Regions from separate parts of the Rattus norvegicus genome. Here region 2 is linked to region 1. The links are chromatin contacts, called in public Hi-C maps. All regions are on one chromosome and are shown on one strand. The core of a region is the stretch at or near the end of the contact, and the rest is flanking DNA. Distances in the headings are between cores, read along the strand shown. Region 1 overlaps Asrgl1 (asparaginase and isoaspartyl peptidase 1). Region 2 holds the start of Incenp (inner centromere protein).

What was found. Hi-C and Micro-C count contacts between places; a contact is called where the count stands out from the background.
Region 2: a contact with region 1 is called in a Hi-C map of the A7r5 cell line, with 2.8 times the contacts expected there. The contact joins the promoter of Incenp here to the enhancer-like site in region 1. A contact is called at or near these places in 2 of 12 Hi-C or Micro-C datasets (the A7r5 cell line and Schwann cells).

The regions. Positions count from the first base shown.
Region 1 is chr1:215,445,819-215,450,539 of GRCr8, forward strand. All of the region lies in intron 2 of Asrgl1 (asparaginase and isoaspartyl peptidase 1), which reads right to left. Among named protein-coding and RNA genes, the nearest start is that of Asrgl1, 8.0 kb to the right of the region's middle. Within about 2 kb of position 3,008, at least 25 of the 93 cell types and tissues checked have an H3K27ac peak or open chromatin away from gene starts, as enhancers often do. A contact at or near this core is called in the A7r5 cell line and Schwann cells, where this site is marked.
Region 2 is chr1:215,972,247-215,976,893 of GRCr8, forward strand. It overlaps Incenp (inner centromere protein), which reads right to left and starts at 2,380. Exons shown (of 18, transcript NM_001106335.1): 1 at 2,250-2,380.

The sequences.
Region 1 (4,721 bases), core at 1,758-4,257:
AAAAAACTTGTTTCATGTGTGTGGGTGTTTTTTCCGCATGTATGTCTGTGCACCAAGTATGTGCCTGGTGCCCTTGAAGGCTAGAAGAGGTTGTCCCCTAAAACTGGAGTGTTTATAGACAGTTGTGAGCTGCCATGTGGGTGCTAAGAATCAAGCTCAGGTCCTCTGGAAGAGAGCCAGTGCTCTAATCATTGAACAATATCTCTAGTCCCTTTGATTCTTTTTGTAAGGATACTAATCCAATTAGAGCAGAACTCTGTCCCATGCCCTCACTCAATGCGAACAATTTCCTTAGTGGCTCCATTTCCAGATACTGGCACAGTGGGGAATCCTGGGTTCAACACTAGAATCTGTAGGAACGCAAACGTGGGTACAAACACTGAGTCTACAATACAGATGGAGGAACACAGAATCTGTTGCCAGAGCACCTAAGTCAGTAGAGTGGCTAAGAGAGGCATCGAAGTGGAGAGGCAATGGAGAGTCCTCCCTGCTCTGCCTTGCTTTATGAATTAGTTTATCCTTCAAATATGCTGTACAGTGCCCTTTCAGGGTGGTAGTTCAGCTTCTGGGGCCACTCTGAACCCCGATTGGTCAGTAGCACTTGATTACAATAAACTCTTGTCATCTGCATTGACTTGATGTCTGAGTTGTGTTGGGTTTAAGTGGACCCCTCGACACAGCGGGCTTGCCTTCTCCTCTTTGGTGTCTTAGTTTATGTTTGGTGGTTGTTGCAAAAATGACAAGATCCTGAAGTTGTTCCCAGTGTTCACAGAAAGGAAAATTGAAAATAACTGTCAGGTGGAACTTATCACAACTAATCATAAAAAAGGTAAGAGCTCTATGTTTTGCCTCCATTGCAAAAATGGTTTCTTATTGGTAGCAGTTAGTTATATACATAGAATAGGGCAAAGTCCTCAAGTTCTCCACAACTCAAAACTGTCGAGAAAGTAAAGCAGACTTCTAAAACCAATGCTCAAGTAACAGACAGAGGAGTAAAGACCAGATAGGAAAATGAGGGTAAATAGACCCAAAAACATAATAGCTGATAGGTATAAGCCCTTATCAGTAGCTATATAAAATGTAAGTATTCCAAACGGACTCATTGAAAGAAAGTGTGGTTTGATTTTTTTTTTTTTTTGGCCCAACTGGGAGAAAATATCTACAGACCAAATTAATGTATGTAATAAAAGATATTTGTCAAGAATATATTAACTCATGAAACTTTGTAGTAAGGGGAAAACACTTAAAAATGATAAAACACGTTTAGCAGATACACCAGCAGTTCGTTCCTATCAGAAACTGGTAAATATGTTCCCCAAAGTTTACTGGCTGCTCTGACAGGCACGTGGGATGCTGTGTGGTGAGACCAGGTCCTGAATCTGTAGGACTAACCAGTCTGAGCTCTCAAATGACTGGTGGCCTGTTGTCCCGTCAGCTACCTGCAGGCTTGCTAAAGTTAAAAGCCTGTATGCTGGTAACATACTCCCAGCTGTTATGCTATCACATCAAAACCAGCTAGATATCATGTGACATTCCAGGTGTCCTGGGCATCATTCTAATCTTCTGATGATAGAAACATACACCCACAGGAGTCACGGCAGATGGAACTATGTCCAAATTAGGAAGACAAGAAGTGGCAGCCTGGTTCATGAAGATCTCTCTTCTCTGTGAAAAGTTATAATGACAGCATGCATTGCCCCATACCCTAGCCTGGCCTTAATAAAAGCCCACTGGAATTTTTCCTCAGGAAGAACCACGCCTCTAGAGCATGAAATGTCTTTCTACACTCACTGGTCATTCAATACCCCATAACTGTTTGCTTATTTGCACGTGGCACCAAGCAAGAAAGGAACCTGCAGACTCAGTGGCAGGATTTTATTTCAGTCTTGGCAGATAAGTGTCAGAATGGACAAAGCCTTGCACTGGTACCCTCTTGCCTGGCTGATCTGCTTGTTGTTGCTTTGTTTTATTTTGAGACAAGGTCTCTCTACATAACACTAGATGTCCTGGAACTCACTGTGTAGACTAGACTGGCCTCCGATCCACAGAGATCCACCTGCCTCTGCCTCCTGAACGCTGGGCTTAAAGGTGTGCATCACTGTGCCTGGCTTAGCCCATCATTACCAGTCTTTGTTATTTACTTTATAAAAAACGAAGAATTTCCATGAATTTTTTTGGCCATCAGAAAAATGACTGATGCCTGAATAGGAAGCCCAGTTTGTAGCCACATTGGGTAGAAGTATGAATAACACAGGAACTCATATTGGTGATTCATGTCTGCAGTAGGGGGGAGTCTTGTAAAATTGAGCCTTTAATATGTGCTGAGTGTATACAGACCCCAGGTGGGCCAGTGGTTCTCAGCCTTCTAATGCTGTGACCTTCTAACCTCATGTTTTGGTGACCTCTCACCATAAATTATTTCACTGCTACATCATAACTAATTTTGCTACTGTTATGAATCTTAATATAAATGTCTGGTATGTAGGATATCTGATATGTGACCTCTGAGATTGAGAACCACTGAGGTAGAGTCGTAGTTGATTATAGGACATGTGATTGAGGCCCAGAGTGTTAGAGAATTAGTGATATTAAATCCCGCTTTATGCCACATGGTGAGGGCAGATGGAAGACGTGGCCTGCCTGCCACCACACCATGAGGCACAAAGGGACTGGAGAGAGCCACTGCAATGTACAAGTATGTGATGGAGAGATGAGAGATGAGAGATGAGAGATGAGAGATGAGAGAGAGGGAGAGGGAGGGAGAGAGAGAGAGAGAGAGAGAGAGAGAGAGAGAGAGAGAGAGAGAGAGAGAGAGAGCTGAACAGTTTAAGCATTATGAAGAGAGGTGGTGCTGACTCAAGGGTAGAGGGGAAGAGCTTGATGTGAGTCCTCTGCTACCTGAGGCTACAGTGAAGTCTTGGCCTATCTGCTGTGAGGGCCATGTCTGGATCTGTAGCCAGGCAGCAAAAGGCTTCTGTGCCAAAGTCTGTGACTCATATTATCACCACAGGCTGTGTGGACATTCTTGGTCTGGGCTGCTACATGGGACCATGTTGATGTTTAAGGGCTATGCAGAGTCGGCCCTAACCCTAACTGGCTGTGGCACTTGGGAGAGCTGGTCCTGTACCTTACACTGGGCAGCAGCACTGGCCCTGGTCGGAGGAGGGTAGGCCTGGGAGTGGGGAGTGGGGAGCAGGAGAGCTGGCCCTGCCCCTTGCTAGCTTTGGCACTGGGTGACCTAGTTGGGGCAGTGCTGGAGAGCTCACTCTGGTGCTGTGGGTGCAGGACAGCTGGCAGGCTGACCAACCCAGCTACCACCCAGGCCCAGATCCAGGGCTTTGAGTCCATCCACTCCAAAGTCTACCACGTTTATGATCTACTGGAGCCTGTGAGAGGGGAGGTCCTGCAGATCCAAAGCTTCAGGCTCTCCATGACACAGGGCAACAACAGGAATTCCTCTGAGAGGAATCTGAGAAGCCAGAGGCCTTGAACCAGACCAATGACTCACTGTAATGAACATTTGCAAGTGAAGATGTTTGGGGCACACTGTGACACACTATAGCTTCTACAATGAGATGATCTCTTTCATTTTATTTTTTATTTTATTTCATTTTTGTCTTTTATTTTCTTTTTGGGGGGAGGTTGCAAGGGCAGAGGGTAGATGTGAAAGAACAGGAAGATGAGTAGAATTGGGGTACATGATGTGAAATTCACAAAGAATCAATAAAAAGTTAAAAAACAAAAGAAAAACAAAACAACAAAAGAAAAAAACAAAACAAAACAAAACAAAACAAATCCTGCTTCAGTTTGGAGAGATGGCTCTGTGGTTAAGAGCACTGGCTACTCTAGCAAAACATCCAGGTTTAATTTTTAACATTCTTATGGTGCTGCCCACTGTCTATAAACTTCATTCCTAGGTGGTGCAACACCTTCTTCTCACCTCTGAGGGCACCAGGCATGCATGAAGTGCACAAATATACACGCAGGGAAACACTCATACACATAAAGTACAAATAAAAACCACAGAAAAAACCAAACCAACCAACCAACCAACCAAAATACCAAAACTTTGCTACATATTGGGGGAGGGGAGGCAGAGTGTTCCATAAATGTAGAAAGGGAAAGTTTTTCCAATATATTTTTCCAATGATATGTACACAACATTGAAACTTGATACACATTTTGAAGCACACAAAATTTTATTCATGACCAAAATCTATCTAAAATTTTAAAAGATAACCAAAAAGAAAATGTTTAGGCATTTATTCTTTAAGCTATGACAGAAAATACATTTTTTTTTTGGTTCTTTTTTCCGGAGCTGGGGACCGAACCCAGGGCCTTGCGCTTCCTAGGCAAGTGCTCTACCACTGAGCTAAATCCCCAACCCCCGAAAATGCATTTTTTAAAAAAAGATTTATTTTATATATATATATATATATATATATATATATATATATATATATATATATATATATATATATATCGTTCTGCCTGCATGTATACCTGCAGGCCAGAAGAGGGCACCAGATCTCATTACAGATGGTTATGAGCTAACATGTAGTTGCTGGGAATTGAACTCAGGAACTTTGGAAGAGCAGACAGTACTCTTTACCTCTGAGCCATCTCTTCAGCCTGAAAATGCATTTGTTACAACAACAAAAATGGATACATTGTGTTTCTATACAATCAAGAACAAGCGCCTGATGGAGTAAGAATTCTCA
Region 2 (4,647 bases), core at 1,130-3,629, 530 kb after region 1:
ACCTAGCCTACATGAGACCCTGTCTTTAATTTGGGGGATGGGAGGGTCAGTAGATGGAAATATGCTATATATTCTACAGCAATGCATAAGAAATGAGGGGTCCAGAAACATGCTCTCCAAAGAGATCTCCAAAACCCTTCGTAGAGCCAAAATGTCCTATAAATGGATAAGGGAGAATGAAGTGAGTGAGTATGCAATGTGCTGCTTTCAAGAAGACCTGGCTATAAATACCAAGCAAAAGACAATGCAGTGCCAGTTTACCTACTCTCTTAAAAGCTGGGAGCCTGGATGTCTGCCTTATGACCTGGCTATACAATCCTAAGAAAAGTGGAAGTATTCTGTTACTGTCATAACAGGGGCCCGATAAGCAGCACCCCAAGTGGTAAACGCATGAAACAACAAGAGTGGGTGACAGCTAGGAGCAGGGACAGTGAGCCCCCTCCGTGACTACACTTTCAAAAGCAAGAAGCATGAATGTATACTTCAGCCTCTCACCTACAGAGAAGGGTCAGGGAAGACAGGGCCAGACTACTGGTCCTCTTGGAACTTAATGCCATGATATTTTGTGACTCTAGGATCTTCCTTGACGTTCTTCAGCCTGATTTATGCGGCACACTACCCATTTGTCCTTCAAACAAGTGCTGGCCTCTAGGAACTCTGTCTCCCATTTTGTGCAGCTTCCTCACTTAGCTTTCAGATCCTTAAGGAGGATCAGACCTCTAATCCAAGCCAAGATCTCACACACAGATTCCGGTTATGGGCATAGCAAATGTGTGATTGCTTGTTTGCTTCCTGCTGGTCTCTACCCACTAAACACTGCTCTCTGAGCGTGAGCCTTGTGACTTGCCCATCAACAAAAAAGTCTGGCATTTGTGGAATGAATTCATCCATCCATCAACTAATCCTAACCCCCATCATCACACGCAGGGACACTCAGTGAGAGCAGCTCACTAGGCACAGGTTAGAACAGGCCAATACACACCCTGCTCAAACTGCCAAAGGCAGCGCTAACTGGGGCAAAATCAAATGGATAAGAACACTGAGGCTTTCGGGAAAAGCATTAACTGTGCAGCCAGCTGATCATGGGCATGGCCCTTGCACTGAGTCTCCCTATCCCCCTGTACCAGAAAACAGCCCTGGCAAAGTCCAAGACCCCAGTTCAAGGCCAGCAAAGAGAAAACAGTTCAAGGACCCCAAAGACTTGCAGAGGAGCAACAGAAAGTAGTCAATGGGAAATTTTACAAAATGTTTGTTCAAGCTACAATCTCAGTAAGTGCTTCTTTCACCAAGTTCAAAACCACACTTCTTCCATGGGGAAATGTGCTTTCTAGCAAGCCCTCGCTGAAAAGTTAGAAGAGGTGACTCTGAGAAAGGAAGGTGTAACAAGAATCAGACTCCTGGGTAGCTTCACCTTCAGTCCATGAAATAACCAAATGCCACCCCGGGAGAAGGAAGGTCACTTCCTCTCCACAAACACTTCTTCCGTGCCATTCACCAGATAAGCACCGCCACTGCCATCTCCTTTAGGGGTGCAGAAAATTAACTAAGCACCTCTCCTCACACACCTCCAAGCAGTAAGATCGATCGCTAAAGCCGCTCTCCCATTCAGAGGCCTACTCCATGCCAAGAACCCTCTCATTTATTTCTTGCTACATACTCCAAGATAACCATGCACACACAAGACACCCATGCACATACAAATCTTGGTCAAAGTCACAAAGTAAATCAGAGGACGGAGCCTGGATTTAAAATGCTTTCAACTACTATCCTCAGGCTTCCAGGACAATAGCTCCAAGCTCTGAATGACACAATCCCAACACTGGGCAGCAGGAAACTGGATTTAACTGCGCTGCTGACAAGAGCCTACGCTTAAGGGAATGACAAAATAAGTAGCAGGACCGGCCTCCGGATCTGGGACAGTTTTTAAATGCTGCTCAGCTGGGATGCAAGAAGCTGAGCAGCCGTTGCCATAAAGAGACTCAAGACTGGATCTACAGAGCAGCCCAGGCTCTGCACAGGTGTTAGGCCCGCCCGGCGTGGGGCAGAGAACTGACCATTCTCGGGATCCCGGGACCCAAGTGCAAGGACTTGGAGTTCATCTCCAAGCCCAGAACTATTGGAAGTGATCCCCACACCACAGGCAACGAGGGACGAATGTGACTCCCCTGGCCTACCCTGGGAAGAGAAGCGGCCGAGACCAATTGACGAGCACCACGACCCTGCGACACCGGCCGCCCGCGCTCACTCACCCGGCGGCGCCACGTCTGCCCGGACCACTCCGATTCCAGTCCGCGGCTTCCTCAGATAAAGCTTCCCGCCAAGCCAAGCCCGCAGGACTCCCGGTACAGCGAGCTCGCCGCAGGCGAGAACCAACCGGGAAATGAGCGCGGGCGAATCTACGATTTTCAAAATTGTGGCTCAACCAATTCCCCTTAAGTTTGTCTGGGCGGTTACAAAACTCCAAACCAATCACGTAACAGGACGTACGAGTCCGTTTATCTGTTGGCTCTTACTACTGTCAATCTGTGGGACTAGGAGGCGGGGAGAAGAACGTAGAGGCTTTTAACACGCCCCAACTTCCGGAAGCCGCGGCAATCTACGGGTTGAGGAAGTGGTTGTGTGGTCTCGGAGGGAGCGGAGCTCCGAATTACAAGTCCCAGCGTGCACTGCGAAGGCAGGCTTCTGGTGGGAGGACGCCCATTTCTCTTCGAGCTAGCGGCTTCGCTAGTTTCAAGTCCAGCGTGGTTCTGCGTTCGGAATGACAGCTTTGCGACCCTGCTACTTTTCAGTAGTAAAAAGAAACACATTGCAAATCTCACAGAGCCTTCCCTCCAAGAGCAGTCAGGCATATAACTATAGAATGTGTCCTTAGAACTGCGATTGTCACCCGGAAGTGTTTGCTACGTACTCTCCAGATTGGACAGAGAGTTTTTCTGGCCAAATATAAACGTAAAGTCTTGAGTTTAAAGTGTGTCACCACCACCTGTAAAATAAGACACCTCAATTTCCAAATATTTACACCTCTACCTTCTTTACAGAATCATTCTCAGTTGCCAAGAGGTGGGAGAAACTATAAATATCCCTGAACAGGTGAAGAAGGGTTTTTATTTATTTTTAAATTGTCCTTCCTTTTTATGAAAATAGATCTCTTTACTCACATAATATATCCTGATTACAGTGTCTCCTCCCTCTGCTCCCAGTTCCGACCTCCCCTTCCATCTGGATCCACTCTCTTTCAAAACAGGCTTCTAAGGGATAATAATAATAAAACAAGATATAAAATATAAGATAACACAAAACCTATCATATTTGAATTGGATTTTTTTAAAAAAGAGCCCAAGAGAAGGCACAAGAATCAGAGACCCACTTGTTTGAACACTCGGAAATTCCATAAAAACACTGGAAGTCATAATATATATTCAAGAGCCTGATGCAGACCTGTGCAAACTCTGTGCATGCACCCTCTGTCTCTGAGTTCATATGAGCTTTGATCCTGTGACCTCCATTCTCTCTGGCTCTCACACTCTTCCACAGGGTTTCCTGAACCGTGACAGGAGAGACTTGATGGAGAAATCCCAATTAGAACTGAGTATTCTGAAGTCTCTCACTCTGCATAATGTCTGGCTGTGGGTCTCTGTACTTGTTCCTATCTGCTGCAGGAGGAAGCTTCTCTGGTGATGGTTGAGCAAGGCACTGCTCTGTGAGTGTAGCAGAATGTCATTAGGAGTCGTTTTATTGCTATGCTCCTGGAGTAGGACAGTGGTATTTAGTTTAACCCTAGGTCCCTGAGAGCTATCTAGTCTCTCAGATTGTTGGTCACTCAAGCAGGATTCAATCTCATGGAGTGGGCCTTAACTCAAATCAGATATTGGTTGGTTACTGCCACAGGTTTGTGCCACTATTGCCCCAACACATCCTGCAGGCAGGACATCACTGTAGATCAAAGGAGAGTAAAGCCCATTACCCAAATTCCGTAGTTGAATTAAGCAAGCTTTATTTTCTGTCATACAGGGCTGTCTTCCTAAAGCAGGGTTTGGAAGAACAGCATCAAATACAAGAGAAGATGGTATTTAAATAGCCCAAGAACTACAAAACTAGGGAGGTTTCAAGGGTTGGGGGATTTTCAGAGGATCGTATGGGGTGGAGGTCAGGGAATAGGGTGTGGAACATGCAAATTCCCAAAAACAGGGTCAAGACATGGTCAAACCCAAATTTTATAGAAATAAGGAATCAACTTAGTTTGACCTTATAACAAGATAGCTTCTAATCCATTTGGGGGCAGGAGGGAGCATTCTCTGAGACAATGTTTCTCTGTGTATTGTTGGCTGTCCTGGAACTTGCTCTGTAGACCAGGCTGGTCTTGAACTCAGAGATCCACCGGTCTTTGCCTCCCAAGTGCTGGGATTAAAGACATGTGTCTTAGTTCAGGTTTTACAGCTGTGAACAGACACCATAACCAAGGCAAGACAACATTTAATTGGGGCTGACTTACAGGTTCAGAGGTCCAGTCCAGTATCATCAAGGCCAGAGCATGGCAGCATCCAGGCTGGTATGATGCAGGCAGAGCTGAGAGTTCTACATCTTCATCTGGAGGCTGCTAGTGGAAGACTGACTTCTAGGCAGCTAGAGTGAGGTTCTTAAGCCCAC